Regions from separate parts of the Mus musculus genome. Here regions 1, 2, 3 and 5 are each linked to region 4. A link is a contact called in public promoter capture Hi-C data. All regions are on one chromosome and are shown on one strand. The core of a region is the stretch at or near the end of the contact, and the rest is flanking DNA. Distances in the headings are between cores, read along the strand shown.

Region 1 (5,503 bases), core at 803-3,302, 2.1 Mb after region 4:
GGCCTGTGGTTGGAGAGGTGCCAGAGAGAGAGCCAAAGACACACAAGCGGAAGACCCTAAAGGGAGAGGGCCAGGTCCCACAATGCGATGTGTAATTTTACTGGATACCCCTAACATCAGCCTCCTCCCTGAGACCCTCGGCTCCCTCCAGTGGGCTCCTAACTGGTGCTTGCCAATGTTGCCTTAATTTTCTCCCCTACCCCTCAATAAGGGCTTGTCAGTTTCTTCCTTGCTTTGGTGTTCTTCAGGGCTGGGGAAGCTGCATGTGATTGGTACAACCCTCTTACTGCCTATTGCACAGACAGCTAATGACGGTCTGGAAAATCCATTTTTGCATGTGAAAGTGACAGAATTACCATGGAGGCCATACAAGGTTGGCTTTTGATTTTCAAAAGACAGAGAAATACACACCACTAAAGTTACATGGTGTAAAATGCTATCTTTCTTTGATGATTCAACCCAGAGAAGGTATCTGAGGGTACAGCAGCCTCTAGAGAATCACTGTGGCTGTTGTCAGGAAAACTAGAGGCAAAGGTGGAAGGCTTACACCTCCCCAAGTCCTCAAGTCTCTACTTCTCTTTCTTTTGCAGTGCACACACCTTAGGAACAAACTCCAGAGAAACATTATAGGGTGTGAGGGAAGCCATGGTTCAGAATCCAGGGAGATGTGGATCCAATTAGATCCTGGAAGCTCCTCCCAGGAAGTTGTCCCTACAGCTTCTTCTATCAGTAATGGGAAAACCTCACAAAGGTCAGCTGAGGTTTCCCCTCCCCCATTTTCAGCACACTGTTTATCTACAGGGGTCCTCCAAGAATATAAGGTCTGCACAAAAATATAACGTCTGTGCGAGTCCGTGACACAAAGCCAGACCAAACCGATCTGATCACTGTTCCACCGAGCACCTATGCACCCTCCTGCCTCTGCCACTCAGCAAGACCCTATAGTACAGGCTACCACTTTCCCCGGAAGAAAATGAGAAAGGAAAACAAAAAAACGAGAGGTGGGTGAGGCACCAGCCCTTCAATAGAGGGGACTATTGAAGGGGACTATTGGTCAGATGTGTAGTATGCCCCTTAGTCAGTGAATCAGGACCAGGCTGAGAGAGTACAGTACAGTTCCTGCTGGCCAAGAAACCAAGCCTAGCTTCATTCTGACCAAGACTTCTGCCGGGGTCTCACTGCAAGGACCAGCCAAAGTTAGGGGAGATGAAACCACAAGACACAATATTGGTTGCAAACGATCTAGGGGCTGAAATCTTACTGGTCCTAGGGACATACCTCAGAAGCTGGCTTAAACAGATAACTGCGCATTCCCTGGGGACCCTTGCAAGAGGGTGATAGGTTGTGAGCAGAGAGGAAGAAAACTCTGGCCCAGACCAGGCATTCCTCTCTGTATCCTCTCTCATCAACTATCCCTGGGGACTTGTGGAGGAGAGGAGCAGGGACAATGGTCCAACAGGTCCCCTTTACCTACCTGGACAGGTCAGCCTTCCTCACCCTAGCCTGAGGCCCCAAATTCAGCAGGAAACACAGAGGCACCTGCTGACACACCGCTCCATCCCCGCGAAACGGGGACCCTGGGCGGTGCCTCCCGGCGCTCTCCTGTCACCCCCCTCGTAGGGGCGGGGCGCTCCGGGAGCCGCCGCGCCCCCCATGCCCCCTCCCCGCGCTCACCTGGCGCAGGTGCTGCAGCAGCGTCCCCGCCTCCTCCCGCCGGCCCTGGCGCACCATCCGCAGCAGCTCCTGGACCATGCCGACGCGCCGGTGATAGGGGGGTAGCCCACTGCCCGCGCGCCCCGCCTTGTCCCCGGCGCGCAGCAGCAGCGACGCCCAGAAGTCGGGTCGTTCGCGGCGGGGGCCGGGCGCCGCGCCGGGGCTGGCTCTCTCCGCCAGGCTGCCCTTGGTCTGCCGAGTGCCCATGCCGCCGCCCGCCTGGGGCTGCGCGCGCCGGGCTAAGGCCGCGTCCCCCGCCGGCTTCGCGCCTCCCCGGCCGCAACTTTGGGGGAACTGTTGCGCGCGGGAGGCGCGGGCGCGGGGCGGGGGCGGGGGCGGCTGCGGCCCGCACTCCCCTCGCTCCTCCCTCCTCGCTGCCCCGGCGCGCTCTCCCGGCGCTCGCCGCCAGCCCGTCCCGGCGCTCGCCGCCAGCCCGTCGGCCCCGCCCCGCCCCGCCGGCCGCCCCGCCCCCGCGCCGCCGCGTGTCTCCCTCCCTCTCCGGCGCCCGCTCCTTCCCGCCGCGCGGCTCTGGGCTAGGGGTGCCCGGCGCCCCCGCCCTGCTTTGTCCCTGGTGCAGCGCCCCCTGCCGGACACTGTGCTGCGCCTCTTGGGGCCCGCGGCTTCCTGGCAAAGGTCAGTGAGTTCCCCGATGCTTTCCTGACTGCGCGCCTAGGTGAGGCCCAGGGATTACGGTGGTGGGAGGAGGTCGGGGCGCCGAGCGAGGGAGAGAAACTTCGGAACTTGGAGGTCCTGTTCGCCGCAGAGTCTAGATTCTCAAGAGTGGGCTCTGCAGAGAATCAGTATCTCAGATTGTCCGAGGTGCTGGTTTAAAGCGTAGTATCTCAGGCCTGGCTCAATGCCCACTGAGCAAGCCTCTTCTCCGGGCCTGGAAATGTGCATTTAGCTAGCATCTTGGGTGGTTCCGATGCTCGTTTCTTGGAGCCCCAGTGGCTTTCAGGTAGGTGATGGTAGTTGGTGCACGGACACAGATCTGGATACTCTAGTTTTGTGAACTCTGCATTCTTTTCTCCCTCCGACACTGCTGAGAGGAGACCTTTAAGTCTTCCTGCTACTACTTCAAAGCGGAAATGTGGCTTCTGGTTAGACATTCCTTGTTGCCTTCTTCTCGGGTTTCTTCTACCAACCCCCTGGGAACCCATGGTGCTTGGATAAGGTATTTTGGAGGCCCATGTGCCCTGTTCTTAGCTGTAGGAGGGGCAGCAGTTTTATTTGTATTTATTTATTTATTTTTTCTTTCTTAAGGTCGCTAGTATTGCTCTAGGCCAGAGGGCTGGAGTCCACCACCTGCTGCTGATACGTATCAGAAAAGCCTTGGGCTTCCAGATCCCTGGCTCCTTCTGGAAGGTTAGGATAGTAACACAGTAACATTTATGTCAAGAGTTGGAAGGTGAAGACTGTGTGTGTGTATTTCTGTGTCTGTTTACCCTGGTGCTTTTTTGTTTAACAAAGTTTCTCCCTGGCGTGGAACTCCCCAAGCAGGCTAGTTTGCCTGGCCAATGAACTCCACAAATCCACCTATTTTCCACCTTACTAATTTAGGATTGTTAGGTGAGTACGACCACACGACTTTTTCTTTTCTTTTTTAAAGATTTATTTATTATATGTAAGTACACTGTAGCTGTCTTCAGACACACCAAAAGAGGGCATCAGATCTCATTACGGATGGTTGTGAGCCACCATGTGGTTGCCGGGATTTGAACTCAGGACCTTCAGAAGAGCAGTCAATGCTCCTCCCCACTGAGCCAGCTCACCAGTCCTTTTTTTTTTTTTTTTTTTAAGGTAGATCACATTATGTATCCCTGGCTAATCTGGAACCTTTTACATAGACTAGGCTGGCCTCGAGTTTACAGATTTACCTGACTCTGACTCCTGAGTGCTGGGGTTATAGGGGCGTGTGACAATTTTTCTTTAAAAATTAAAAAAAATTATAAATTAAAATCTTTAAATTAATTTAGAGCTTAATTCTTTTTAAAAATGAGTCATGGATACCAAACTCAGTCCTGCTTGCAAGGCAAGCATTTTTACCCACTGAGCTGTCTCTTAGACCGGTGAATACTTTTTGGAAAAAAAAAATGTAATGACACTTGTTATTCATTCAGGACCATCCTCAGTAGGGTTTGGCACTAGGGGAGAGAGACCCAGCTTGGTTTTGAGTTTATAGCGAAGCAGCTGGGGTGGGTGTTGATGGATGGGAAATGACAAAGGGAAAGCACCATCTATAAAGGGATTCTAGCTAAACTGGTCTAACAGAATTGCCAGTCGATATCCCTGCAGGCTGGTAGAGGACAAACCTCATCAGACATTGCAGGTGATCAGCCACCTGGAGTAGTTCTTCCGAAACTGACTTGAGAAAACTCTTTGCTGGAACCGTATTCTATAAGAATATGCACCAATGGGCTGGGAAGAGGGTTCGGGAGCCTGACGAGGTGAGCCGGGTGAGAATTCTTATCCAAGCAGAGGTGCTGTAGAAGTGATCATTCTTTTCCATCTTCTCAAATATGTCTTCTCTGTCAACTCCAACAAGTGCCTTGAGGTTGAGGCCTTGGGTCTCCCCAAGTCCCACTCTCTGGTGTTCTTAGAGAACTCTGCTCTGGCTTCACGGTTCAGCACTGCATTCAAAACTGCTTGGCTTTTGTGTGCAGAGGACACTTATCCGGGTCTTGAGAATCTGGTTTGGGAAATACCCCTGGATCTCATTTCTGGCTTGCATGACCATCCAGGAAAGTAGCTGTGAAAGATCCCTGCTGATGGGGTCCCTTTGGGGGCGGGGTGGATGCCACCCACCTGAGGACAGACCCCAAACCTGAGCTAGCAGGTTGGCCTGCTTGAGGATGTATAAGTGGGGCAAATGCAGTCTCATTCTTTCTCTGAATCCATTCCTCTGTTATTTTTTTTCTCCCAATATTTCTTCATGGGCTTGCTCTCAGTAATGATCATTCAGATCTTCTCTATTTATTAAGAGACAAGTTGAAAAGCTGAGTGTGGTGGCACACCCTTTTAATCCTAGCACTCAGGAGGCAGAGGCAGGTATATTTTTGTGAGTTCGAGGCCACTAGGTCTACAAAGTGAGTGGAGGACAGCCAGGGCTATTACACAGAGAAACTCTGTCTCAGAAAAACAAAACAAAACCAAGAAAAACCAAACCACACACACACACACACACACACACACACACACACACACAGAGAGAGAGAGAGAGAGAGAGAGAGAGAGAGAGAGATTTGAGTTTGCCTCAATCTGTTCCTGCTACCAATGCTCCACCCCCTTCCATTTCAGCAGAGCTTTTTGTTTGTTTGTTTGTTTAAGACAAGATTTCTTTGTAGCCTTGGCTGTGCTGGAACTTGCTCTGTAGACCAGGTTGGCCTCAAATCAGGGATCCCCCTGCCTCTGCCTCCCAAGTGCTGAGATTAAAGGTGTGCGCCACTACCACCCTGCTTCAGCTAAGCTTCTAACAAATGCCTGTATTCATTGTTACAACTTCTTCACCTCCATCCACTCTTCTTTTGCTACAGTTTGGCTTCCATCCACACCACATCATTGAAATGTGTCTTGCCAGTGACCTAGTTGCTAAATTCAGTGGCTACTTTTCAGTCTTCATCTCACTCAGAGGCCATGCCAGATCCTGTTGCCTACTCGGTTTTGGTTGAAACTGCTTTCTTCTACTCTGGCATGATGGTGTGCCCCGGGGATTCTAGCTCTTGGGAGAGTAAGGCAGGATAGCAGGTTTGAGACTATGTAGGGAATTCCAGGACAGTTTGGGGAATTTCAG
Region 2 (6,218 bases), core at 3,607-6,106, 2.2 Mb before region 4:
ATGTAGTCCTGGCTGTCCTGGAACTCACTCTGTAGATCAGGCTGGCCTTAAACTCAAGAGATGTATCTGCCTCTGCCTCTAGGGTGCTGGGATTACAGGCATGCACTACCATGTCCAGAGACCCACCTGTCTCTGAGTGCTAGGATTAAAAGAGCGAATCACCACACCCAGCGAGAGGAAGGTATTTCTGAAATGGTTATTTTTACATACTAAAGCCAAGGGAGAATAAAGCCACAAGCTACCATTAGCTACTCATCTTACCTGTGACACTACTCTATTTTTTATGTGTGGACAATTTTAAAGACATCCTAGACATCTTACTTAAAGTTGATTTTCAAACTCTGCAAAGCAGGGGCACCTTTGCAGCCCAAGAGCTGACTTTAGAGTAGTTAGCTCTGAATCCTTGGGGAGCTTTCTATTTTTAATTTAATTTTAATATTTATCTTATTTTTATGTATTTCTCTGTAAGGATATATACACAAGAGTGCAGGTACCCACAGAAACTAGAAGAGGGCATCGGATCCTCTGGAACTGGAGTTACAGGCAGTTCTGAGCCACCTGAAGTGGGTGCTGGAAACTGAACTTGGATCCTATGGAAGGACAGTATGTATTGTTACCTGCTGAGCCACCTCTCCAGCCCCTTAATTTTAGTTTTGAGTCAGGGTCTCATTATGTTGCCTTGGCTGGCCTTGAACTCACAGAGAACTGCCTACCTCTACCATCCAAACTTGCTGATTGTTTAAGGAATATTTGCCTTCATGAAACTACAATCCAGTGGCTGATTTCAAATGTATAAGAGCAACGCTCTGACTCACCTGAGGTCTTGGGAGGCTGTCATCTCTCAGCCCATGCTTCCGGGTGCTCACCCTCTCCTAGGCCAGTGCTTCCTAAGGAAGTTGCCCAAGGAAAGTAACCCAAACACACAACAAGTATGTACATATAAAAGGCAAATAAAAAAAGAGTCCATCTCTTCCTATAACAGACATGAGTGTAGGGTGCAAGCTTGCTGCTTGACTTTTTCACATCTCTTCCTTAGCTCACCCTATTATATGAGCAAATAGGTCCATGCCTGGGGTAGAAACCTGGAAAAAAAATTATAATGCTTAGAACACATAGAAATTATCCTAAATATCATCACTTTGAGAGTGCGTCTTGAAGTGTTATATAACCACTATGTTTTAGTTTGGGATGAGCAACAGGTCCTGACTGTTGAATACTTTACTATTTTTAGCTTTCAAGCATACTTTATTACAACTGCAAGTCAGTATCAAAATTCATCACAATTTAGTACATTTATTATTATTTAGTCAACTGGGCAAATCCAGTCAGCTTCTCTCTGGGTGTTTGTTCTGCCATACCAATATTTCTTGGGTAGGATGAGAAGATCAAGTCAGGAGTCATAGAGGATATCCATCTTGAAGCCAGAGTTAAGTACAACTCGTTTACCTAGTAGGAATGAAACGGATCTTAATGGTCCAGAGCTGTGCTTACTAAAAGCTGCGTGTAGCAACTAAGCATTTGGAAGTGTTGTGATGCTCAAATGCATTTATTTAAAAGTTTCAGCATGAAAATGATAAGCAAATTATTTCATCAACAATGTTTAGGGGTAGGGATAACCTAGATTGTTTTCTAGTATGCATAAGGCCCTGGGTTCAATCACTCTCTCTCTCTCTCTCTCTCTCTCACACACACACAAATTATAAATATGGTTAACATTTTATTTCTACTGGAACAATCACACATTTCAAGTTCTGAAAAAACTTAGAGGAACATTAGTCTACCTCATAGTCCCCAAGGGGGCTGTTGTTGAACAAAGTTGCTAAATCCATCTGTCCATTAGAACTTCACTAAGCTTGGAGGGTTGTCCCCACAATTTCCCAAGGCTCAGTTTCCTGACCATCCCTTCCAAAGGAAATGAGTCACTCTTCTAGAAAACAGGTCCCTGTAATGCCCATCTAGGGGACCTTGTTGGAATTTGGGCTGTGACTGCAACACCTCGTCTCACTGCTAATCTGAGTAAAGCCATCATCGCTACTGTCATGAGCATCAATACATGACTACATATTTGGGTGTACCCTTTCATCCAACAGTACTTTGAGGTGGTGGCTATCCTTTACCTTCCCCATCCTCCATGTAACCTGAGGGTCCCTTAAGAACTTGTCTGGTTGTATTGAAAGCATGCAGGTGTGTCTGGTGACAAGAATGGTGGCTGGACTCGCATATTCCTCAGGTTCTGAAGATTCAGCTTGTGTATGCTACATTAATCTTAGGTCCCTTGCCCAGGAAATGGAACTTAAGTGAGGGGACAGGAACTTGAGGTAGGAATATGGAGTGTGGCTCTCCAGGGAAAGTGACTTTTCTGTTGAATTCTTCCTAACTCTAGGAAGCTAAGAGATGCTGTTGTCCCTGAGGTTCTGTGATCCCAGAAATTAGGTAGAGTTCAATTACCCATTCCTTTCTAGATAGTATGTGAGTAGAAAGACTTATGACCACTGTGACATATTGAAGAAGGTGACAGGAGTAGGAGAGATAACTGCCTCCACCTCAAGAACCAAGTCTGATCATGATCCAAATACAAATAGAAAGTTTTCATTTTAAAAAGATTGTAAAATCTGTGAAGGCTAGAAATTAGAGTGTAGGTACAAGAAAATACAGATAGCAAGAGCGTATCCTCTATCCCTCTGGGAAAGACTGAAGTACAGAATGGCTAGAAATCTTGGAGTAGAAAGAACATGGGAGAATAGACTACAATCTTTCTGGGCCTTTCAATGAGTTGGACATAACATACTCTACACTGTAGGGAATGATGTGTAACCATGTGCCAATTAACAATGGAATGAAATCCTGACAATGTGGACTTGTCATTGTGACTATCACAGAAATTACTTACATAAACTCAGTTATGACATTGCCAGGTGATTGAATCTTAAGGGATCACCAATAAATAAACAGACTAAAATGCTGCTTTGTGGCGAGTGGCTGTGTTAGCTCTTTCAAATCTGTTCTCTATGGATCCATCCAACCATATACATTATATATATACTTTGCCCTGGATAACTGAGTTGGGATAAGAACCTGTGGAAAGCCACACATATGCTGAAGACTCTGCAGAGTGATTAGAACTTGCTTGGCTATGGAGACTTGGACTGCTGCAAATGGAGAGCCTAATTCATCCTGTGTCATCTCTAGTCCTTGTAATAGCCATTTACCACCCACCTCCGCATCTGACCTAAGATCCTTAAGACTATAGTCATTTAGGAGACTATTATCTTCTACTCACTCAGCAGCTAAGTTGCTCACTAGATAGCATCTAACACCTATAGCATGGGCTGGTAAGATGTCTCTGTGATTTTAAGAGAGCTTGCTGTTCTTGCAAAGGACCAAACTTTGGCTGATTCTCAGCATCAATGTAGGGTGGCTCACAAGTGCCTGTGACTGAAGCTCCAGGGGACCTGTTGCTTTCTTCTGACCTCCATGGTTGAGTGCACTCAGACACATGCCCAAACACATATACATAGATAAATCTTAAACCCAAACCAGGCCTCCCACCTCTTTTGTTGGCAGAGTTTTCTCATCTGCTACCTGTACTGTAGGTCATACTTTCTTTGGGGATGAGGTATCATGTAGCTTCAAGTTGTCCTCAATCTTGCTACCTGAATTATGGAGGCTAATAACATGATACAGGAATTTGTTCCTTAAGATTTTGTTTATAAAAACAAAGCACAACACCCTAAAGGCTCTCCCAAAGATCACCTTCCTGTGTACCCAGTCTCATCTCACAGCACCCCGGCACAGTAGTGCAAGCATCCGAGGCAGAGGCGGGAAGTCTGGTAGGGGTGATACATTTATTTTGGATATCTTTATTTTTAATCACCTTAACAGTCATTTACCTCTCATCTCTTTAACAGACTTTTGTACCATCAGGTAAAGCTTTTGGAAGACATTAACTTAAACCACTAACCTCCACTAACCTGAAAGCTAAGACTATAATTACATAGCATCTAAAACTTATAGCAATTTCCCCCCAATTCTGCTGTAGCCTGCATACATCTCACATTACCTTTGGGGAGCTTCGTTTTATGTTGACAAACCTGCTTAGAGGATCCAGAAAGGCAAGCATCCAATTCCTAGTTCTTCCATGACTAATTGTGTGACCTTGAGGACTTAAGTTGCCTGTACCTGCAGCCTGGGATAACTCAATACAGGAAACCATAACAGTTTCTATGAAGAGAGAAAGGTCAAAGCAGTCATAAACCTGAGAACTGAAGTTGTGCGGTACTTGCGATTTACTCTGCAGGACCGCTCTTACTTAGGCAGAGCCTGACTGAGGCAGGGGCATAACTTACTGGCCGACTTCTAGCACACTACAGCCTGCCAGGTCTTTCTGGCTTTTTCGCTCCGCCCCAGGAATCCTTTCCCACCGCGATGGCACGCACACCCCGGCCTGCCTTAACCACAGGCGGGCGCCGGCGCCCCAGTGACGCGAGCCTGCGGGGCGCTGAGGCAAGACACACGCTTCCTCGGGTCTCCTGAAGCTGTCACTACCGGCCACAGGCTGTCATCGCCCCTTGGCCCGCTCCGTCAGGCGGGCAACTTCCCCGGTGTGAGGCTGGACAGCACCGCCGGCCTGGAGCAACCTGCGCAGGCGCGTTGGCCCGCCGCCCTCCGGTCCAGGTCCCTCGACCCGGTATTGAGAGGAGACGGCAGCGGCCGAGGGCCGCGGCCCCGCCCGCCCTGCCTTGAGGCCCTCAGCCCTCTCACCAGTCTTCGGAGGGCCGCTCCGAGCCGCGTTCACCTCAAAGCGTTGCGGACAGCGCTGGCCTCAGGGCGCGGAGGAAGGGGCGGGCGCAGTGCAGGGCGGGGCCAGGAGACAGCACGCTGATTGGCCCACTCTGTCCGCAGGGTTACTGGGGCATCTAGCCCGCGCAAGCGCACTATTGACCTGCCCTGGCAGAGGGCGGAGTTGACATGGTGTGCCCACAGTGTCACAGGGCAGGTTTAGCTAACCTGTCTCTCCGTTCGGGTGTCCACGCGTGGGCCCTTCTGCTACTGAGAGCAAAGGGCTGTGAGCCCAGTGCCACCTTGAGCTGAGTCAGGGCCGTATAGACCACTCGAGGGAGACCAGTAGCACCCATCCGTCGCCATGTTAATGTATTTCTAAACTGCGAGGCCAGACCAGATGCTCACTGTCTTGATTAATCTTCCCCATAGATTAATGACCTGTCCAGCATTGCCAGGGACGGCGGTAGTCCTGTTCTGCTGACCAGATGCCTTCCGGTGTGAATGGAGACGGCTCCCAACCTTTCAGAGCAAGGGCTTCTAACCAGCGCTTGCAGCATAGAACGCCCAACTCAAAACCGTAAACCTGCTGGGGATGTAGCTCAATTGACAGATTGCTGGACGAGCCGAGACCCAGAGTTTATTTACAAGTACCACACGAAACAGATCGGTGGGACGCAGACTCGCTGGACGCAGTGGGAGCAGGAATTCAGCCAGCATAGACCCTGAGTCCGTGTTGGTTAGTTTTGTCTATTTGAAAGGATATCAAAACACCTGAGAATACAGTCTCAACGAGAATTATATGGGTTGAGTTGACCCATGGTTAACATTTTCATGATTGGGTTAAGTGAGGTGGAAGGCCCACTCCGAATGTGGGAGGTACCATGTCATGGATTAGGTTCTGCACTGTTCTGAGTGTTGGGAGGCGACAGAGAGCAAGCGTCAAGCACCCATTAGCTCTTTGTTCATGACTATGGGATGTGGAGCAAGCACCTGTACTGCTGCTGAGACTCCTCTATAGTAATGGACTATCACCTAGAGTTGGAAGCTAAAATAGTCTTGCTTCATTTAGTTGCTCTGTCAGGGTGTTTTACTAAAGCAACAGACATGAAACTACCTGTCAAGACCATTATTGAAATAAAAGAGTAACATTAAAAAAAAGTTTGTGTATGACTTAATTTTGTAAGATATATAAATATATTTAATCATTTGACTTTATAATACATACTGGGAACTGATAGTATCTTCAAGTTACCTTTTAAAAATTTACATCACAATATCAGCCCCCTCCTCCCAGTACCCTTTGCACGAAGATCCTCCTCCCATCCCCCTTCCCTTCTGAGTGACTTATTTTGTAACAACTTCACAGTTGTTTACTTTTTAGATGACAACAGACTGAAATGTCACACAAATATATTTGTATATACACATAGGTTCAG
Region 3 (5,487 bases), core at 1,083-3,582, 2.5 Mb before region 4:
CCCTGCTATGCCCGAAAGTTGTGTGAGGGTATATCTCCTCTCTATATCCAATTAGTAAGTGGCACATGACTTTAATCCCAGTACTTGGGAGGCAGAGGCAGTCGGATCTCTGTGAGTCTGAGTCTACAGAGTGAGTTCTAGAACAGGCAAGGCTACACAAAGAAACCCTGTCTCAAGGAAAGAGAGAGAGAGAGATATAAAAGAAAAAAACAAAGTATTTACCAATAACTAAAAGTGAACCCTGGTGGCAACGTGCATTGCTGTGCTCTTTGATTAAAGGGTAGACATGCCACAGTTTTAAGCTGGGGGAGGGGATCTGCCTTTAACCCCAGCACTCTTGAGGCAGAAGCAGGCAGATCTCTGTGAGTTCCAGGCCAGAGTGAGGAGTTTCAGGACAGCAAAGGCTCCCCAGAGAAACCCTGTTTCAGAAAACAACAACAATAACAAAAATACTGCTTAAATTCTCTATCTCCTTCAAACCGTATATTCCTCCGTGCTTCTCCGAGCAAGCGCTGGCTTTAGTGTGTTGTGCCTTATAATGGGGGCACTTTGGCTCTCATTGACTACTTAGGCATTAATTTTCCTCTAAGAGAGGGGCTATCAGGGAAGGCTAGAGAGCTGTCCCAGGCTTGCAGGCAAAGACTGGAGATGGAATTGAACACCAGATTGCTATGAACACTTTCCCCAGTATTCCCGGTGTCCACAATACCAGTGTCTGGTCTCTAAGAGTCTTTTCAGGAAGCCATGCCCCCCACCCAGGAGACCACCTGTTTTCTAATCCTTCTTTTGGAGAGTTCGCCAACCTTCCAGGCTGTTCGGTTCTCAGATTTCTAGATCCAGTCAGTTCCTGACACGTCTCTTATTTCCAGTATTTTGGGATCTGAGTTCAAGGAAACCTTCTCTCAGCAATTAAAGAAGCCAATCTCAGTTAAATTCATGATGTTGTAACCCTCTAATCCCAGCACTAGGGAGGCAGAGACAGGTGGGTCTCTGTGTGTCCGAAGTAAGCCTGGTTGCCTGGTCTACAGAAAGAGAGAGTTCTAGGATAATCAGAGCCCAGAACTAGACAGAAACCAAACCAAACCAAACCAACCAACCAACCAACCAATCAACCAACCAACCAACCAAAAACTCTGCTTGAAAAACAAAAAAATACCCAAACAAACCAAACGGAAAAAACAACCCAAAACAAACAAAAAGCCAATCTTGTCTACTTCATTACAGCACAGTGACTACTGCGCTGTAATGAAGTATTTGTTTCTCCTGTTTACTGTGCCTTCCCCCACCTTACAGTGTAAATTCCGGGAGGACAGGTGCTTGTTAGCCTGGTTTATTGGCAGACCTTTCTAAGAACTTTGCAGGCCCCCAGAGCATAAAGTCAGTAAACATTTATTGAACCAAATGACAGAGAAATTTGAAACCACCTGGCATAAATGGTTCCTTCATTTTACAATAGAGAAATCGAGACCCAGGAAGTGGACCTGACTACTGCTGATAACCCCTAACTAACTGCAATGGGGTCAGGGTTAAGATACAAATCTCAGAGCTTTCTGAGTCCCTCAATTAAGTGTCAGTTCAACTCTACCCTAAACAATTCTATAGAAAAAACACAAGCGACTTGAAAGAAAAGCCATTTCCTGCCTATAAAACACTGGGTTTCGAGGGCCTGCATAGCGTGGGTACTACTGGGAATTCTGTTCTCTTTCCGAGGCGCTCGCTGCCCCTGTGGGGAAAGAACTCCCTTGGACCCATTACCAGTGCTCTGGCCAGGCTGCAGCTGGGCCAAGGTCATCGGAGTGGGGCCAGAAGCCACGCACAGGGGGCGGCCAAAGAACCCCTCTGCATCACTAGCCAAGTCTGGGCTGACATAGTAAAAGACCCCAACGCGGAGCCCCGAGAAACACTTGTCACCAGCGTTAGCAGGCCGGGCCGGCCGCGTGGCCAGGTCCCATGTGCTCCACCTGCGACCGTTCTGGGGCGCTGGCCCTTTAAGGCTCCTCCCCCACCCCCGCCCTCCGAAGTTGCATCAGGCACGTGCTCGCCCCCGTCCACTTGCCGCGCCACAGGAATGGTCTCCAGGGGGCGGGGCCGGGGCGGGACCTTCCGCCCTGCGCGCGCGCGCCCGTCGCCGCGCCGTCCCCGCCCCTCGCGCGCCGCGTCGCGAGGCGCGCGCCCGCCCGCCGCCCGCCGCGGATCGCGTGGTCTGGCTCGGCTCTCCGCGCCGCTCCCCCCCTGGCCGTCCGCACCACTGCAGCCCCCCGAGCCGCCCCGGGCCGGGGGCGGGGGGACGCAGGCGGCGGACCGAGGTCCGCCAGGCCGGCTAGGCGCGCCGGAGCCTTCTGCCCGGCGCGCCACTCAGCGTCAGCCCGTCCGCGCCGCTCCGCGTCCGCGCGGCCCGGGCTCCGGCGCCCCGCCAGCGGCCTCGAGCGGGGCCCGCGGCGCGCCCGGCCCCTCCGCGCAGATGGCCACTCAAGTGGAGCCGCTGCTGCCGGCGGGCGCCCCGCTGCTGCAGGCCGAGGAGCACGGCCTGGCGAGGAAGAAGCCGGCGCCCGACGCCCAGGCCGAGTCGGGCCCGGGTGACGGCGGCGGAGAGCCCGACGGCGGCGTCCGCAGGCCGCGGCCCGCCTGCGCCAGGCCTGGCCGCGACGGCGCGGAGCGCGAGAGCCCGCGGCCACCCGCAGCTGCGGAAGCCCCAGCGGGGAGCGACGGCGAGGACGGCGGCCGGCGTGACTTCGTGGAGGCACCGCCGCCCAAGGTGAACCCGTGGACGAAGCACGCGCCGCCGCCGGCCGCGGTGAACGGACAGCCGCCTCCAGGTGGGTCTGCGCGGCGCGGCACTGGCCCGCGCAGTGACGCGGGCGTTTCCCTCGGAGCGGGGCTACCGGGGCCGCAGCGGTTGGTGGCAACGGCATGCCTCGGGCCTAGCTTGGCGGACTGGGCCGGGCGGGGCCGCTCGTGTGCCCTGTGCTCCCTATGCGTCTCGGCGCCTCGAGAGTGCGTGTTCAGAGAACATGTGTCATGGCTCCGAGCTGGGCCTGGCTTTGAACTTTGCAACTTTGCGCTTCGGGGAGCCGGGTGAAGCGTGGGGAGCGCGGGCCCCTGCGTGCCCGGGAGCCGGTTGCGGCCCGCGGCGACGCGAGGGGCGTGTGTGGCGGCGAGGGAGTGGCCGCGCCGGTGCGGGGCGGGCGGGTGACAGTTGGGCGCCATGCGCCGTGCCAGGACTGTTCGCAGCGCTCGCCGGCCGGAGCTGCGCGCGGGGCTCCCCTCCCCCGCTGAGTCCGGGTGGGAGGTGGCTCGGGAATCCTAGCCGGGCGCGATCGGCGTGGGCATCTAGTGGCGCACCACTCGGGCACAGCCTCCGCTTGGGTACTCCTGGGTGTTTGATAGTGAGCATGGCCCTTGAGTTTGATCGTCGGAGTCCTGGTACTTTTAACTTTAAAAAATGAAAAAAAAAAAAAAAACCAAAACCAAAAACTTGCTATGGAGCTTAGGTGTGGTTGCCTAACCTAAGCTGGGCACCGAGGAAGTCGGAGCTAGCCGCTTTCAGGTTCCAGAGTGCTGGAAAGTGTAGGCCTAGCCCTGGGGGAAACCAGCACGTTGGTTGCCCTTTCGATTTCTCTTAGGGTTGCTTCATAAGGAAGAGGGCACATGGGGTTGGGGGTGTTGTAGTACCAGAGTTTCCCTCTTCTTCTCCTTCCCTTCCCGAATCCTCTTATGCAAGGGGCAGTACTGAAACCTCCATTTTCTTTCATATCCTCGTTTTCCACCCACAGAGTGGAGGAATCAACTTTAAGACGCTCTTTGGTCCTGCCCCTCTTTAAATTCAGAGGTATAATCATCCTCTCGAGCCGCGCTCCTCAGAAGTTTAAATGAGGCTGTTCGCTCAGTTCGCCGCACTTAGCTACTGGTGAACCTGCCTTGTGGGTTTTAAATCAGCTGTGACAATCAGGCAGGATTGGGTGCCTGAGCTGGCATTTTGTGTAAAGCCATGGGCCCTTGATAGCTTGCGTCATTGGAGCTATTGATCGTGGGAAGAAGACAGTTTGGCTGGCATCTCAACTTTTCCTCAGGATAAAGCCAAACTCAATTTAAGTGACCAAAGCACACATTTTAGGTATACTATATCTGTTCTGTTCCAGTGGGGTTTTTTGGTTGTTTTTTGTTTTGGTTTGTTTGTTTTGTTTCTTTTGTAATCTTACCAGTTGGTTTTGATAGAATCTTTGGAGTAGTTTTTTGACAGACTTACCAGAACTAATCCAATAGCTTCTGAATTTAAGCTTGTTAAGACCTTGGTGCTTTTTAAAGTGAATTCTGTGATTGGGTTGTCTGTCTGGCAAGGCTAGGTGGTGGTGGCCTTATTGCCTCAGCCAAAGGGATCGGTAGGTCCCTTTTCAGCTCTGATTTTATCTTCAGCCAGGACATCTTTAAATGAATGTGCCACCAGTGGAGTGGTTGTGTGGTCTTGGGATTTTTATGTTCTGTGATGCATGTGTTTTTGGGAGTGTACAGAAATGAGTGTCTCATAAGCAAGCTAAGCTTTCCAAAGCTTGCTGCAAATGCCTATTTTTAGCCTTCTTTTGGCTCAGATGCTGGTGTTTAAGTATTTGAGGGACACTAGCAGTAACTAGTAATAAAGTATGTTTTACCCTCTCTTCCTTCCATGTGGCATTTCCTATCTTGTTTAACCTCTAAGTCCTAGGTTTGTATTGGGGAGAGGGGAAAGTGAGGGCATAGTCTTAGTGTAGCCTGGAACTTAGCTTGGAACGGAATCAAGGCTGGTCCTAAACTCCTGATTCTCCTACCTCTGCCTTCCCTATACCTGGTTTTAACCCCTCCCCACCTCCACCTCTGTGTGTTTGTTGTTCCTTAGTTCCAGTTTCATTCTTTCTTTTCTTTATACATACATTATGTACCTACTGCAGTTTCCCCTTCATTTTCCCCCCAACTCCAACCCACCCCCGTTTTAGATTTATGGGTTTTTTTGTTTTTGTTTTTTTCTGTTTTTTTGAGACAGGGTTTCTCTGTAACCCTGGCTGTCCTGTAGACCACGCTGGCTTCGAACTCAGAAGTCCGCCTGCCTCTGCCTCCCAAGTACGGGGATTAAAGGCGTGCACCACCACTGCCCTGCTAGGTTTATGGTTTTAAGTTTTGGGATTTGTCCTTTTGGACACCCTCCTGAACAGTATTTTTTCCATTCTTTCCCCTTATTCCAGCCACACCCCCTCTCAATCTTGAGTGCCCAAGTGGGAAGAGATGCATAGATTTTTGGGGTCAGTCTGCACGTGCTGTATCGCTGTCTCTTGTTAGCTGAGTCCCACCCTCCTCATTTGAACAACAGGGAATAGTTTATGATGTGCATGCCTCTCAGGATAGTGGTGACCCTTCACTGTGATAACAACATTTCTCAGCCTTCCTAATGCAGTGACCCTTTAAATATAATTCCTCAGTCCTGGTGACCCACCCCCCAGCCATAAAATTATTTTTGGT
Region 4 (6,289 bases), core at 44-2,543:
AAGGGGCTGCCCCGGGAATCCCCAGACCCATTTCCCTTTTGTCTGCCTGCTGTTTGGGAGAGAGGGTGGCCTGGATTCCCTAATTTCTTGGCTTTCCACTCCACAAACTTTTCCAAGTTACCACACAGTCCCCACTTTCCAACAGAGACTGCTGCCACCCTCAGTTTTCAGATTAGAAGACTGAGGTCTGGATGCTGTATCAGCAATCCTTCTGCTGCGTCATTCCATCCTCACAACCACCGTTCGAGGTAAGTACTGGTTCCTGGTTTTACACACCAGACTCTGGGATGCCTGGAAGACAAGGGGTGAGCTGTGTGACAGACACTGTAGATGGACAGGCATTACAGATGACAGACAGCATGGACAGCCAGGAGGGGCGGCGATATATGAAAATCTGACGGAGTATCAAAGACTGGAAAAGGGACTGGGAACCAGAAAAGGAAGCTGGAATTCATCTTGGGGAGGTTCAGAGCAGAACCTCTTTGCTATTCCTATTTGCTGGAGTGCCCAGGGACCTCCAGCACGGCTAAACCTTTGTTCAGGCTTTCTCCTCCGCTTCAGGATTTTTTATTGTTTGGGTTTGTTGTAGTTGTTTTGAGACAGAGGCTCGCTGTGTAGCCTAGGTTGGCATCCAATTTGTGAGCTATCCTCCAACCAGTCTCCAGAGTGCTGAGACGCATTTACCATCCCACTGTGCAATTTATTTATTTTCTGTCTGAAGAATATTTCCAATTTGGACCGATCCGTGGTAAATCTGCGCCCTTCAGACAGGAAAGCCTTTTTGTCGCCCCCTATAACAACGCCCAACCCCAGTAGGAACGTGACGTGCCCGTGCGCGTGCCCGCGGCTGCGCGACCCGTGGGCAGTCCCGGGACGTGACTTGTGGAACGTCCGCTTCGGGAAGCGATGGCGGCGGGAATGGGGTGTGGGTGCCCGGACCGCGCGCCTCCAGCTTTTGTTGTCCTGGCTTGCTCCACAGTTTGGGCCTGATGCTCTCCTGCCCGTAATTTTAACTTTCCACTGTTTCCGAAGCTTCACCGGAGTCCTGAGGGCTTTTCGTCGCCGAGAACTCCATTCAGGCACTTACTTAGCCACCCATTCACTCTTCAGGGGTCCTCGAGCTTCTGCCCGAAGCTAATTAAGTGATGGACGCAGTAGCCAAGGAGACTAGTTGATTGACAAGCATGATTTACCAACCGACTCTGGAAACTCCAGTCCGTGTTTGCCCAACGCGTGGCCGGCAGTCCAATTAAGAAAGTGGAAGCTCCAAAGGGGGCGGTCACGGGGCGGACTGGGTTGTGGCGATTCCCGAGGATTTGTGCGCTGGAAGCTGAGGCGTCTGCGGGCATCCGCACGATGCCGTGACGCGGCAGCGCTGTCCAGTGGACACCGCGAGCACACTCCGGCGGGTGGAGTCCCTCGGCCCCGGAGGCGGCTTGGCGTGCAGGCAAATTGTTGTTTTCGGGAGCTGTTCTCGAAGCTTTCCGCGGGTGGGGGGAGGGGCGGCGGCCGACGAGCGGGCCTCGTCTGCGCATGCGCCGGCCTCTCCGCCGACTGGGCGGCACGCACGCGCATGCTCAAAGTACGTGGAGTCTCGTGGCCGCCGGCAGTGCGCACGCGCGTCGAGAAGCCCGCTAAGGAGCGGCGCTGTCGGAGGTCGGGCGGGCTGGCGGTGACGTCGTGAGGAGAGCTTTAAAGTGCGGGCCGGGCCGGGCGTCTGAGGGTCCGACCGGGAGTCTGGCGGAGTCTTGGCCGAAGCCCTCCGCGGCATGAGGCGCTGCCGGCGCCTTTTTCCCTCAGGACGCGGAGAAGGTGGAGGAGGAGGAAGCCCCGCTGTAGCTGGTGCTGCATGACCGACCGCGGCTGAGGTTCGACCCCTTCCCGGCCCCTCTACGCCTACCCCTTTGGTCCCTTGAGCCACGCATGGGGGCCTGGCACTGAGGACCCTCGCTTCCCTTTCGGGTCCCTTTCGGGTCCCCTGAGAGCCATGCCGGACCGCCGCGGAGGACCCTAGAGTTGAGTTGGCGGGGGCCATGGCGGCCGCCAGCGGCTACACCGACCTGCGGGAGAAGCTCAAGTCCATGACGTCCCGGGACAACTACAAGGCGGGCAGTCGGGAGGCCGCCGCCGCTGCGGCCGCCGCCGTGGCTGCCGCTGCCGCTGCCGCGGCCGCCGCTGAGCCTTACCCGGCGTCCGGGACCACCAAGCGGAAATACCAGGAGGACTCGGACCCCGAGCGCAGCGACTACGAGGAGCATCAGTTGCAGAAGGAGGAAGAGGCGCGCAAGGTGAAGAGCGGCATCCGGCAGATCCGGCTCTTCAGTCAGGATGAGTGCTCCAAGATCGAGGCCCGCATCGATGAGGTGGTGTCCCGCGCCGAGAAGGGCCTGTACAACGAGCACACGGTGGACCGGGCCCCCCTGCGCAACAAGTACTTCTTCGGCGAGGGCTACACGTACGGGGCCCAGCTGCAGAAGCGCGGGCCGGGCCAGGAGCGCCTCTACCCGCCGGGCGACGTCGACGAGATCCCGGACTGGGTGCATCAGCTGGTGATCCAGAAGCTGGTGGAGCACCGCGTCATCCCCGAGGGCTTCGTCAACAGCGCGGTCATCAACGACTACCAGCCCGGCGGCTGCATCGTGTCCCACGTTGACCCCATCCACATCTTCGAGCGCCCCATCGTGTCCGTGTCTTTCTTCAGCGACTCGGCACTTTGCTTCGGCTGCAAGTTCCAGTTCAAGCCCATCCGGGTGTCGGAACCTGTGCTTTCTCTGCCGGTGCGCAGGGGGAGCGTGACTGTGCTCAGGTAACACACCTGGGAGGAGGGGCTGGCCCTGCACCCTGCCGCCTAAAAGTGTCCACCCGGTTCCGGGGAAGCCACAGCTGGCGGGAGCCGGTTCTTATTATGGTTCTGACTCGCCTTTTTTCTTTTTGCGTGCAAACCATAGGAAGCTTGTGTCTGAAACTCATAGCAGGATAAGACTAATGTGGAATTGTGTACCTGCAGGCAGGTTTGAAGTGGCCATAGTAGCTTATCTGAGAATTCATCTGAAAGCATCTTTCTGAAGACTAGCATAGGAGTTCGAGTTCTATGAATGTGGTCTCCTTGTCTTGCATTTTGTTTTATCGTTTTGGGGGTGGGGATGGGGTGAGGGTCTCAGGTCGCCCAGGCTAGCCTTCAACCTTCTACACAAAGGAGGATGATCTTGAATGTCTGATTCTCCTGTCTTGGCCTCCCAGGTGCTGAGATTACAGATGTGCACTGGCCAGTTTTTTTTGTTGTTGTTGTTGTTGTTGTTGTTGTTGTTGTTTTTTTTTTTTTTTTTTTTTTTTTTTGGTGGTGCCTAGAGAATGAACACAAGGCTTCATGTTTTCCTTTTGGTTTAAAGCAAATCACTTTCGGTTTTGGACCTCATTTCCATATCTTAAAAACCTGTGCTTAACTAAAGTTTTCCCTGTTTTGTTAAGTTTATCTAAAAGTTTTCTCTGTTCTGTTTTTTTTTTTTTGTTGTTGTTTAACAAAATGTAATGGATTCCTTAACAGAAAATGCAGAGTCCTTGACTTTTGGGGGATTTTTGATATAGATTTCTCCATTCTCAGGAAGAATGATTTTTTGGTATTGAACATTGTAATGGTTTGGCCAGAAATAAGTGCAGCATGCTCTTAAAATTCTTGCTTAGTTTTAGGCCTCTGTAGGACACTTTGTAGAAATGCCATAGCAGTTATGGGGATCCAGTAAAACAAAATACAGCTGGTTTGCTGACCTGGTGTTTGGCCTTGTGATTTGGTGACCACATCTTAGGCTCTTGGCCAGTTGGGGCCCCAGATCCTGCTAAGAATTAGCTCAGTGCCCTGCCCAGCAGAGTAAATCATCTGTTGGAACACTGCTAGTGTTTATATGAAGTGAAATTTTATTTGGAGGATGTCTCCATTCAGCCCTAAAAAAGGTAAGCCTGGTTAAGGGACTTTTACTAATTCTCATCGTGAGGCCTAGATTGCAACTGTTCTGAGTGTCTCAGATGTGCGTGGTGCTTCCAGATGGTTGTCTTGACAAAACGTTTTTAGAAGGGATTTCCAGCTGGTAGTTAGTGCATGCCTGTGTGTATGCTCAAACTCGTGAAGCTGGAGCAGGAAGAGTGCTGTAAGTCTCAAAAGATCTACCCACTCTACCAAAAGAAGGTATTTCTAGGGAGCTTGCTGTTTAAGGAAGATTATGGGGACGGGGTTGTTGAAGTTTCTTGGTGCTGAAAGGATTTTATGTGGAGACCATTTGGTCATTTATTGGGTTATTTTTCCTCGTGGTCATAGACCTTTTAGGTTATCTAGAGGTTTGGCAGTGATTGGCTGCTTAGTGGGGGATTCTTAAGACACTGAGACTCCCCCAACATGGTCACACCAGATTTAAAAGCAGAACTTTCAGATTCTTATTGTGAAGGTCTGTTAGTGATTAACAAGATTGCATCATCAGGAAAATTGTCTTCTCTTTGCAGTAGTAAAGTCCTAAAGCTTTCCCAGTCCTTTCCAACCCTTCCTGGATTCAGACTTGGCTCCAGAGTTAGTGTAGGAGGCCCAGCCACATTCTGAAAAGTGCTGCCCCAGGCTTTGAGTACAGCTCTCACTTGCTTTGGGTACTTATTTATTTATCTTGAGACAGTCTTGCCCTATAGCGTAGGCTGGCCTCCAACTCAACACTAATACTGTCTCTACTTCTAGTGTGCAAGGATTGCAGGGATGAGCCATCATGGCTAGCCTTTGCGATTTGTAGGTATGTTTTCACAGCTGGTTTTCTTAGCTGTATAATAGTAGAGATGGTGCCAATTTTTGAAGTCTATTAGTTAAATGTGGTGATTTGGTGTCTAACAGAGCATGACACAGGATAGGTATTCAAATATCTATACAACTACTTATAGTGAGCCCCTGCTCTGGGTGGGGAAGGTACTAAGGAATTGGTTGATTTTTTTTTTTTTTTTTTTTTTTTTTTGAAACATGACTCTAATCTTCACATAGTTCATTCTCAGTAGGCTTTAGACCAGGTGGATCATTAGAATTCAGAAAGACAAAGAAGCATGCTAAAGGGGCATTCACTGTGAGATATTGGGAGAGGAAGGAAGCTGCAACATAAAGAATGACTGGAAATTAGCAGAGCTATTGCAGCAGTAGAAAGTAGTCCTTGGTAAAGATGATTGCTGTGAAGCAGATGGTATTCTGTATCAGAGAGTTTTGGTAGGGGATATTCTGGTGATAACAGTAGTTTCTCAACTACTGTTGATATTTGGAGCTGCTGTAAATTCTTTTCTGGGTGGGCTGTCCTTGTACTGTTATAAAAAAAAAATCCCTGGCCATCATCTACTAGACACTTAACTTTTTTTTTTTTTTTTTTTTTTTTTTATTTTGAGACAGGATTTCTCTGTGTAGCCCTGGCTGTCCTGGAACTAACTTTGTAGACCAGGCTGGTCTCGAACTCAGAAATCTGCTTGCCTCTGCCTCCGGAGTGCTGGGATTAAAGACGTGCACCACCATGCCCGGCTCAACACTTAACATTTTTTATGACAATCAGAAATTGGCTTCCAACATTAACACGTGTCCTAGTAGGGGAGGGTTGCAGGGCATCTTCATCCCAAATTGAGAACTATTGTTCTAGGGTTCAGACACTAATTTAAATCTTCTTGCACCTGCTCAGTTAAGCTCTGCTTTCTTGGTATGCAGTTAAGATGAGCACCTGCACATGAGTAGTGCGCCTCATCAAGTCCTGCATGGAAACCCATTAAGAGGTTTGCTTTTTCCTTGTTTCCACATAGGTTCACTTAACCAGAGGTGGGAGTGGAAAACCTGTGGTGTTTTACAGATGCAGATGGATTCTAGCAATTGCTGCCTTCAGTTGTTAGTGGTAATGGTGTATTTATTTGACAAATGGCAAAATTGTTTTACATTTATTAGTAGCCAGCCTGCATTTTGATTTGTGGCAGACGTTTGACTCCAGTGTGTCCGGTGTCTTAGAGCAAGGCCTCACAGGCCATTCTAGTAGTGTTTTACATTTCTTTCCAAACCTAGTTGACACGTTTTTGACTGTGTTGGTAACGTTCCCATTTTGGGTCTCATAGGGGGTCCTGTTCCCTTTTTATGATGTTTTCTAGAGGCATCTTGTTGTTTACCTTTTCTTGATGTCAGTTCATCTCATATTCCTTGTCCCGATCTGTAAGGTGAGTAGGACAGATGGAAACAAGTTGATAACACACTTAGAAGCATAAGGACCTAAGTTTGATTCCCTAGGAATCTTATCTTTTCTAA
Region 5 (6,218 bases), core at 465-2,964, 2.2 Mb before region 4:
CTGTCCTGGAACTCACTCTGTAGACCAGGCTGGCCTCGAACTAGGAGATCCACCTGCCTCTGCCTCCCGAGTGCTGGGATTAAAGGCGTGCGCCACCATTGCCCGGCTCTACCTTTGCTTCTTAGGTGCTGGGATTAAAGTGTGTGCCACCACATGTGGTGATCATCTTTAAAAATAAAAATTATTTTGTGCGTACATATCGTGTGTGAGCATCAGTGCCATGCCTCGTGTCTGTGGAGACCAGAGGACAACTTTAGAGGCCATTCTCCCCCTTCCACCCTAATGCTGGGTTCTAGGGATTAAACTGAGGCCCCAGACTTGCTCAGCAAGCATCTTTCTCTGATGAGATGCCTCAACAGTCTATGATGATCATACTGCATGCTGAAACATAGTTTCACCAAACATCCGTGTTCTAACTACTAGAATATGTGAAAGTTGCTTTTTTTTTGTAGCCAACACTTTGCAGTTATAACTGTTTGAGGTGTTGAAATGGGAGGTCCTCTGGATTACCCAAGTGGACTGTGTTTGAAAGAAGAGGAAGGGTTGCACTAGAGCAAGGCTGTGTGGAGTCAGAAGCTTATGTGATATGGCCAGAAGTCCCAGAACGCTGGTCACCACTGGAAGATAAAAAAGGCAAGGAGAAAACTCTCTTAGAGCTCTTGCTTGACCTGTAGCCCTGTTCAGCACTTTGGTGCAGACCTCCAAAACTGTAAGCGAGTAAATTTCTGCTGTTTTGAGTTGTCAAGTTTGTAGTGATTTGCTACAGAAAACAGTCAGTAGTGCAAGTGACTTGGAGTGAGGTTTGAGCCCTAAGGCTGTTCATTGTGGACTCCCTTGTGCCAGGCACTTGTAAATTCTTTATAAACATGAAGTATATTAAGCCATTTAACCATGGAGAGTCAACTGGGCAGTCAAAGGAGTCTGGAATCCCAAAAGGGTAGCCAGAAACATCAATCAATGGGTGATCTAATTACATCACCCCCCCCCCCCCAAGAGCATACCTAAAAGAGAGGCTTGCCAGGGACCTGAGCCTAGTCCATTCCATCTTTTGGTAACAGAAGGATCTAAGAGAGAAGAGGATCCAGCCAAGCGGGAGAAAACCAGGAGCAGACAAAGTCTAGTCTGACAGTGAAGTTGAGAAGAAAGTGAGATGAATGTGTGGCAAGAGGAGAGAGCTAAACTCTTCTCCATTCTGGGGCAGAGAGGCAACAGAATTGGTCACTTCATTTAGCAACATAGAGAGGTGCAGGCCTTTAATCTCAGTACTTCAAAAGTGGAGGCAGGAGTCAAGGCTATCTTGGCTACATGGTGAGTTTGGACACCAGCCTGAATTACATGAGACCTTGTTTCAAGCAAAACAGAAAATAAAAAACTTGTGCCGTTGACAAGTGCCGTTGCAGTCTCTTGATAGAAATAACTCCATCAGAGCCATTTGTAGACGATGTGAAATCAGAGTCTGTACAAAGTGTAGGCAACTTCTCGTGTGGATGGTGGCAGGTTATAGGTTGCAGCTGGAGGGTGGTCTCGCGGTTCAGAAAGGACTCTAGTTGGCTTCAGCTGGCGGATGCTGCAGCTCGCGTTTGCTTGGTGGCAACTGATAGGCAGAGATGCTAATAGAAGGAGCAATGACGACAGAATCCCAGACAGTCGTTCAGGACTAAGGCTAACTACAATTCCCGGCAGGCTTTGCACGGGGCTCCCGGGGCGCAGGCGCAGACAGCTGTCTTCCCGCTGCAAGTCCAGGCCGTAGCCTCCTGACGCCGAGGGGGGACGGTTTCTTCTTAAAAGAGAAACAGCGGCGGCGCGCGCGGTGGGCCCCGGTCCTTCTGTGGCTTTCGGAGTGAGCACGCGGGTCCGGGGAGCGCAGGCGCAGTTTGGGCAAAGGCGGGTTGGGGCGTGCAGGTAAGACCCCACGAGGGTTGGCCCGGTGTCCTAGCATTGCTGGGTGGGCTTCCCCTGCATGGGAGGCAGGGAGAAGGCCAAGGCGCGGCTGCACGCAGACCTGGCCGCCTCCAGACAAGGAGAGCAAGTTTCCAGTCTTTTCCCCCTGCCTGCGACCCCCGTGTTCCAAGTGTCCTCCCTGGCTCTAAGAAGGGGTGGCTGGATCCGAGAGGCGCGAGCGCTGCGGAGGCACTATGGTCTCCCCATTCATTGCAGACGGAGCGAGGGGCTGTGTCTGTCCCGAAAGCCCCGACGACGACAGCACGTTCCTCCCGTAGGCCCGCACGTCTATGGCCTCTCCGGTGGCAGACGCATCCCGCCGCCGGCGGGAGAAGCGCAGGCAGCTGGACGCGCGCCGCAGCAAGTGCCGCATCCGCCTGGGCGGCCACATGGAACAGTGGTGCCTCCTCAAGGAGCGGCTGGGCTTCTCCCTGCACTCGCAGCTCGCCAAGTTCCTGTTGGACCGGTTAGGGGCCGGGAGGGACCAAGGAGGGCACCGAGACACAGCCCCAAGCCGGTTCCTACAGCCTTGGGTTTCTCGTTTGGGCAGGGTGGGCCTGCTCCTCCCCTCCTAGCCCCAGCGAATGGGAGGTCTGTAGGGTTGGCCCTGTAAGTGTGTGAGTGCGGAGACTTGAGGGTGGTTGGCTCTGAGCTGACACCAAGCTCCTCTCTGGCAGGTACACTTCTTCAGGCTGTGTCCTCTGTGCAGGTAGGTAAAAGACGTTAACAGGTAGTGGCGCCTCCTAGAGACTGAATGTCTCAAGAGAAATGGATCAGAAGCTCCTACTGGGTTCGGGAAGAGGACAAGCCCAAAATAAGCCTGCTGCCATGCCTGTGGGAAAGGAGCTTTGCCTTGGGACCTTTGGGTGTGTTTGTCCCGGCTCTAAACCAAACCAAAACAACAAACAACTGTGCATCTAGGTTGAAAACAAAAACAAGATCCCTTCAAACTCTTCAGGGGCTGAAGCAATGGCTGGGTGGTGTGCTGCTCTTGCAGAGGAACCCAAATTCCTTTCCTTCCTAGTGCTCATGGCAGGAGGCTCACTGTGTGGAACTCTAGCTGCAGGGAGATCCAACATCCCTGGCCTCCAGGAGCACCTGCACTCATGTGCACACACCCACAGATATACAAAGCTAATGACAAATAAAATATTTTTAAAAGAATGCTTAAAAAAAGAAAAAACCCAATGTCTGGGCATGGAGAGATGGCTCAGCAGTTAAGAACGTTGACTGTTCTTCCAGAGGTCCTGAGTTCAGTTTCCAGCAACCACATGGTGGCTCACAACCATCTGTAATGGGATCTGATGCTCTCTTCTGGTGTGTCTGAAGATAGCTACAGTGTACTTACATACATAAAATAAATAAATCTTTAAAAAAGATTAGAAAAAAACAAATAAACCGATGTCGTATATGTCCTGAGGTTGCCAGTGGGTTTAGAGGGTTAGGATGGCCTGAGTGGTTTTCTTGGTCCTTGCATGACTGCTTCATCTTACCTCCAGCTCCAGAGCCTGGGCCTCGGAAGGGTCTGCAGTACCTGGTGCTCCTGTCTCACACACACAGCCGGGAATGCGGCCTAGTGCCCGGGCTCCGGGGGCCTGGAGGTGGTGAAGGAGAGCTTGTATGGGAGTGCTCTGCGGGCCACACGTTCTCCTGGGAACCCTCTTTGATTCCTGCACCTTCAGATGTACCTAAGCAGGCCCCTCTCACACACACCACAGAGAGAGCCTGGTGTTCAGAGGCCAGGAGGAAGCAGGAAGCCCAAGGTGAGTGAGGAAGGAAAACACTTTTCAGTCTTCTCTGAATGTGTTAACTATCATTAGGGTCTCGTGTAGCCACGTAGCCTGGCTCTCCCTCCACCTTCCAAGAGCTGGAGTAATGATCTCTTTATGATAGCAAGGAAATATATCCTCACATGCATTGCTAGGTATGGGAAGCAAAAGTGTGGAGTGATGGATGGACAGAAACTGGAGATAAGGTTTGAAAGAGAATTCATTTGTAAAAAGCACTACCAAGCAAACCAGGATGCCTTTGGGAAGAAACTGTCCTCAGTCTTTGAGTCTAGGCCTCCTTCTCTTATGACCTGCTTGTGCCAACAGGTTTGGAATGTGAGCAGCGAGAAAGGACTCAAGAAACCAGGCTGTCCAGGTGAGGGAAGCGAGGGGCAGGACAGACCTGCATAGGGAGTGGGGATGAGGTGGCAGTTTCTCAGGCTTGTCTTTCTTGAGCTTGCAGGAGAGTAGATTCTCCATTGGAGATCGACCCACCTCTGGGAGAGGATCAGGATGTGGAGGAGGAGGAGGAAGAAGAAGAGGAAGAGGAAGAGCTGCTCAGTGACGCCAGCCCATGGACCTACAGCTCCTCCCCAGATGAGCCAGTTGGGATTGAGGGAGGATGGGGAACGGCTTGAGAGAGGGGGGAGGCAGCTGGCCATTCAGAGATTGTGCCAGCTGGAGGGATGGTCTTGTTGCACGGTGGGCAGGGCAGATGCTGGGGAAAGTAACGTTAGCCTTTGAATTGGAGTTGTGGGAAGGGATGAAGTAAGGCTCTGGGGGAGGCTGAGAGCAAGAGTGGGCTATGGGAGTTGGGAGTTTTCTACATAGGGGTTAGAGATGGCTGATGCCCAGGGGGATAATGCCCTCCTCCTGCTTCCCTTTCCAGCAGTGAACCAGACGTCCCTAGGCCACCTCCGTCCCCTGTTACGCACACACCTAAGGAGGGAGAGGTCTCGCCAGTACCTGCAACTCTGCCCACTCCCTGTGCTGTTCTCGCCTCCGTGGGTTCTCCAGATGCTCTGACATCAGATACTGAGGTGCGGCTGGAACTCAGCAGGACCCCTCAGGTGCCTGCAGAGCTGCACATGACTGAGTCTCTGGAGAGGTAACCTGATGGCTGAAACAGGGCAGGGGTGTCCTGGGATGTGTCACCCTTGAGGCCCTCGGCTCCTTCTTTGCTACCCATAGCCCTGGGAGTCAGGCCCAGTCTGCTCCGAATCCGACTTGGGATGAGGATACTGCCCAGATTGGGCTCAGGAGAATTAGGTAGGACTGGGGAGAGGGGACTCTGGGGAGGGTCAGGTGTGAGGCAGAGCAGGCAGGACTCCTGCTCCCGTTTTCCTCCCCTAGGAAAGCTGCCAAAAGAGAGCTGATGCCCTGCGACTTCCCTGGCTGTGGAAGGATCTTCTCCAACCGGCAGTATCTGAATGTGAGGGACACAGATTGAGGCCTGTGTGGCTACTGGGGTTGGTGTGGAAGCTGAGGGAAAGATACCCTAGGCTGAGGTAGATAGAGCTCAGTCATAGTGCAGTTGTCTAGCATGTGCAAAGCAGCACATACAGCCACTGTAGAGGGAAAGGCCCGTGCTTCACAGTTAGTAAGGCCTTCTGACCTCAAGTATAGGGAGGGCCAGGGGGATGGTACAGTGTAGGTGGTCAGGGTAGACCTAAGAAGAGCATAGCAGCTCAGATTTGAGCAGGATGCAGGAGCCATCCTGTGCCACCCACAATCCATGGTGTGACCAGGTCCCATAAGAAGGACTTATTCATTGGGAAGTCCAGGTAGGAGCTCCAGCTGCCAGGTAGTGCAGCTCAGTGGTGGAACACTTGTCTATTATATGCTGGGTCCTGGGTCAGGGCCCCAAACTGAAGAAAATAGAAAACAAACAAACAAACAAACAAACAAGAAACCCCCTAAGAACCCTTTTTCCTCAACAGGAAAATGAGGCCTGTGTATTTCCAAAGCAGATTTAGGAGAAAATCCCACATTCTATGCATTCATAGCGGTAGCAAGAGACTGTAGCACATATGAATGTGGGTCATCATGCTCACATCAACCATATTCTGTCCTGACAGACAAGGTTGGATAAATGACAAGTGTTAATTGGAGTGGCATTTTGTACAGGGAACTCTGTGGACATTGCAACGATGGTGTGCAAGGAAGTGAGTGGGTGGGCATCCAGAGGGGACAGGTGAGGCAGTTAATGGTCAGGGTGGTAGGACAGCTGTGCTTCTTAGGGCATAGGTGAGGATGAGGCCAGAACGGTGGCCCGGACGGGGAAAACAAGGGTGGATGAGAAACCCGCCTGCTCACCCAGTTCCAGTCAGTCTCCCTGGGAAGGCATCCATGCTTTTGCCTCTTTTGTCTCTCTTGTCACCCACTTTCTAGCACCACAAGAAGTACCAGCATATCCACCAGAAGTCGTTCTGCTGCCCTGAGCCAGCTTGTGGGAAGTCCTTCAACTTTAAAAAGCACCTGAAGGAGCATGTGAAACTCCACAGCGGT

What was found. Promoter capture Hi-C pulls out the DNA fragments that hold promoters and counts their contacts. Capture Hi-C pulls out chosen DNA fragments and counts their contacts.
Region 1: a promoter capture Hi-C map of adipose tissue shows a contact between it and region 4, with 3 times the contacts expected there. The contact joins the promoter of Lrrc75a here to the promoter of Alkbh5 in region 4. A contact is called at or near these places in 2 of 39 promoter capture datasets (the C10 cell line and liver) and 1 of 9 other capture datasets (adipose tissue).
Region 2: a contact with region 4 is called in a promoter capture Hi-C map of pre-B cells, with 2.1 times the contacts expected there. The contact joins the promoter of Zfp672 here to the promoter of Alkbh5 in region 4. A contact is called at or near these places in 2 of 39 promoter capture datasets (liver and pre-B cells).
Region 3: a promoter capture Hi-C map of pre-B cells shows a contact between it and region 4, with 2.3 times the contacts expected there. The contact joins the promoter of Larp1 here to the promoter of Alkbh5 in region 4.
Region 5: a promoter capture Hi-C map of pre-B cells shows a contact between it and region 4, with 2.6 times the contacts expected there. The contact joins the promoter of Zfp692 here to the promoter of Alkbh5 in region 4. A contact is called at or near these places in 4 of 39 promoter capture datasets (the C10 cell line, hippocampal neurons, liver and 1 more).

Annotation. Positions count from the first base shown.
Region 1 is chr11:62,646,471-62,651,973 of GRCm38.p6, forward strand. Lrrc75a (leucine rich repeat containing 75A) reads right to left here and starts at 2,053. Exons shown (of 4, transcript NM_198861.1): 1 at 1,675-2,053. The coding sequence starts at 1,920. Mmgt2 (membrane magnesium transporter 2) reads left to right here and starts at 2,194. Exons shown (of 2, transcript NM_175002.2): 1 at 2,194-2,386.
Region 2 is chr11:58,318,509-58,324,726 of GRCm38.p6, forward strand. It overlaps Zfp672 (zinc finger protein 672), which reads right to left and starts at 4,857. Exons shown (of 4, transcript NM_001256516.1): 1 at 4,762-4,857; 2 at 4,061-4,221; 3 at 816-1,082.
Region 3 is chr11:58,006,732-58,012,218 of GRCm38.p6, forward strand. It overlaps Larp1 (La ribonucleoprotein domain family, member 1), which reads left to right and starts at 2,333. Exons shown (of 19, transcript NM_028451.1): 1 at 2,333-2,816. The coding sequence starts at 2,462.
Region 4 is chr11:60,536,390-60,542,678 of GRCm38.p6, forward strand. It overlaps Alkbh5 (alkB homolog 5, RNA demethylase), which reads left to right and starts at 1,294. Exons shown (of 4, transcript NM_172943.4): 1 at 1,294-2,806. The coding sequence starts at 2,034.
Region 5 is chr11:58,305,355-58,311,572 of GRCm38.p6, forward strand. Zfp692 (zinc finger protein 692) reads left to right here and starts at 1,715. Exons shown (of 12, transcript NM_182996.3): 1 at 1,715-1,902; 2 at 2,158-2,407; 3 at 2,619-2,650; 4 at 3,441-3,704; 5 at 4,038-4,086; 6 at 4,174-4,311; 7 at 4,600-4,818; 8 at 4,902-4,979; 9 at 5,064-5,142; 10 at 6,102-6,216. The coding sequence starts at 2,232.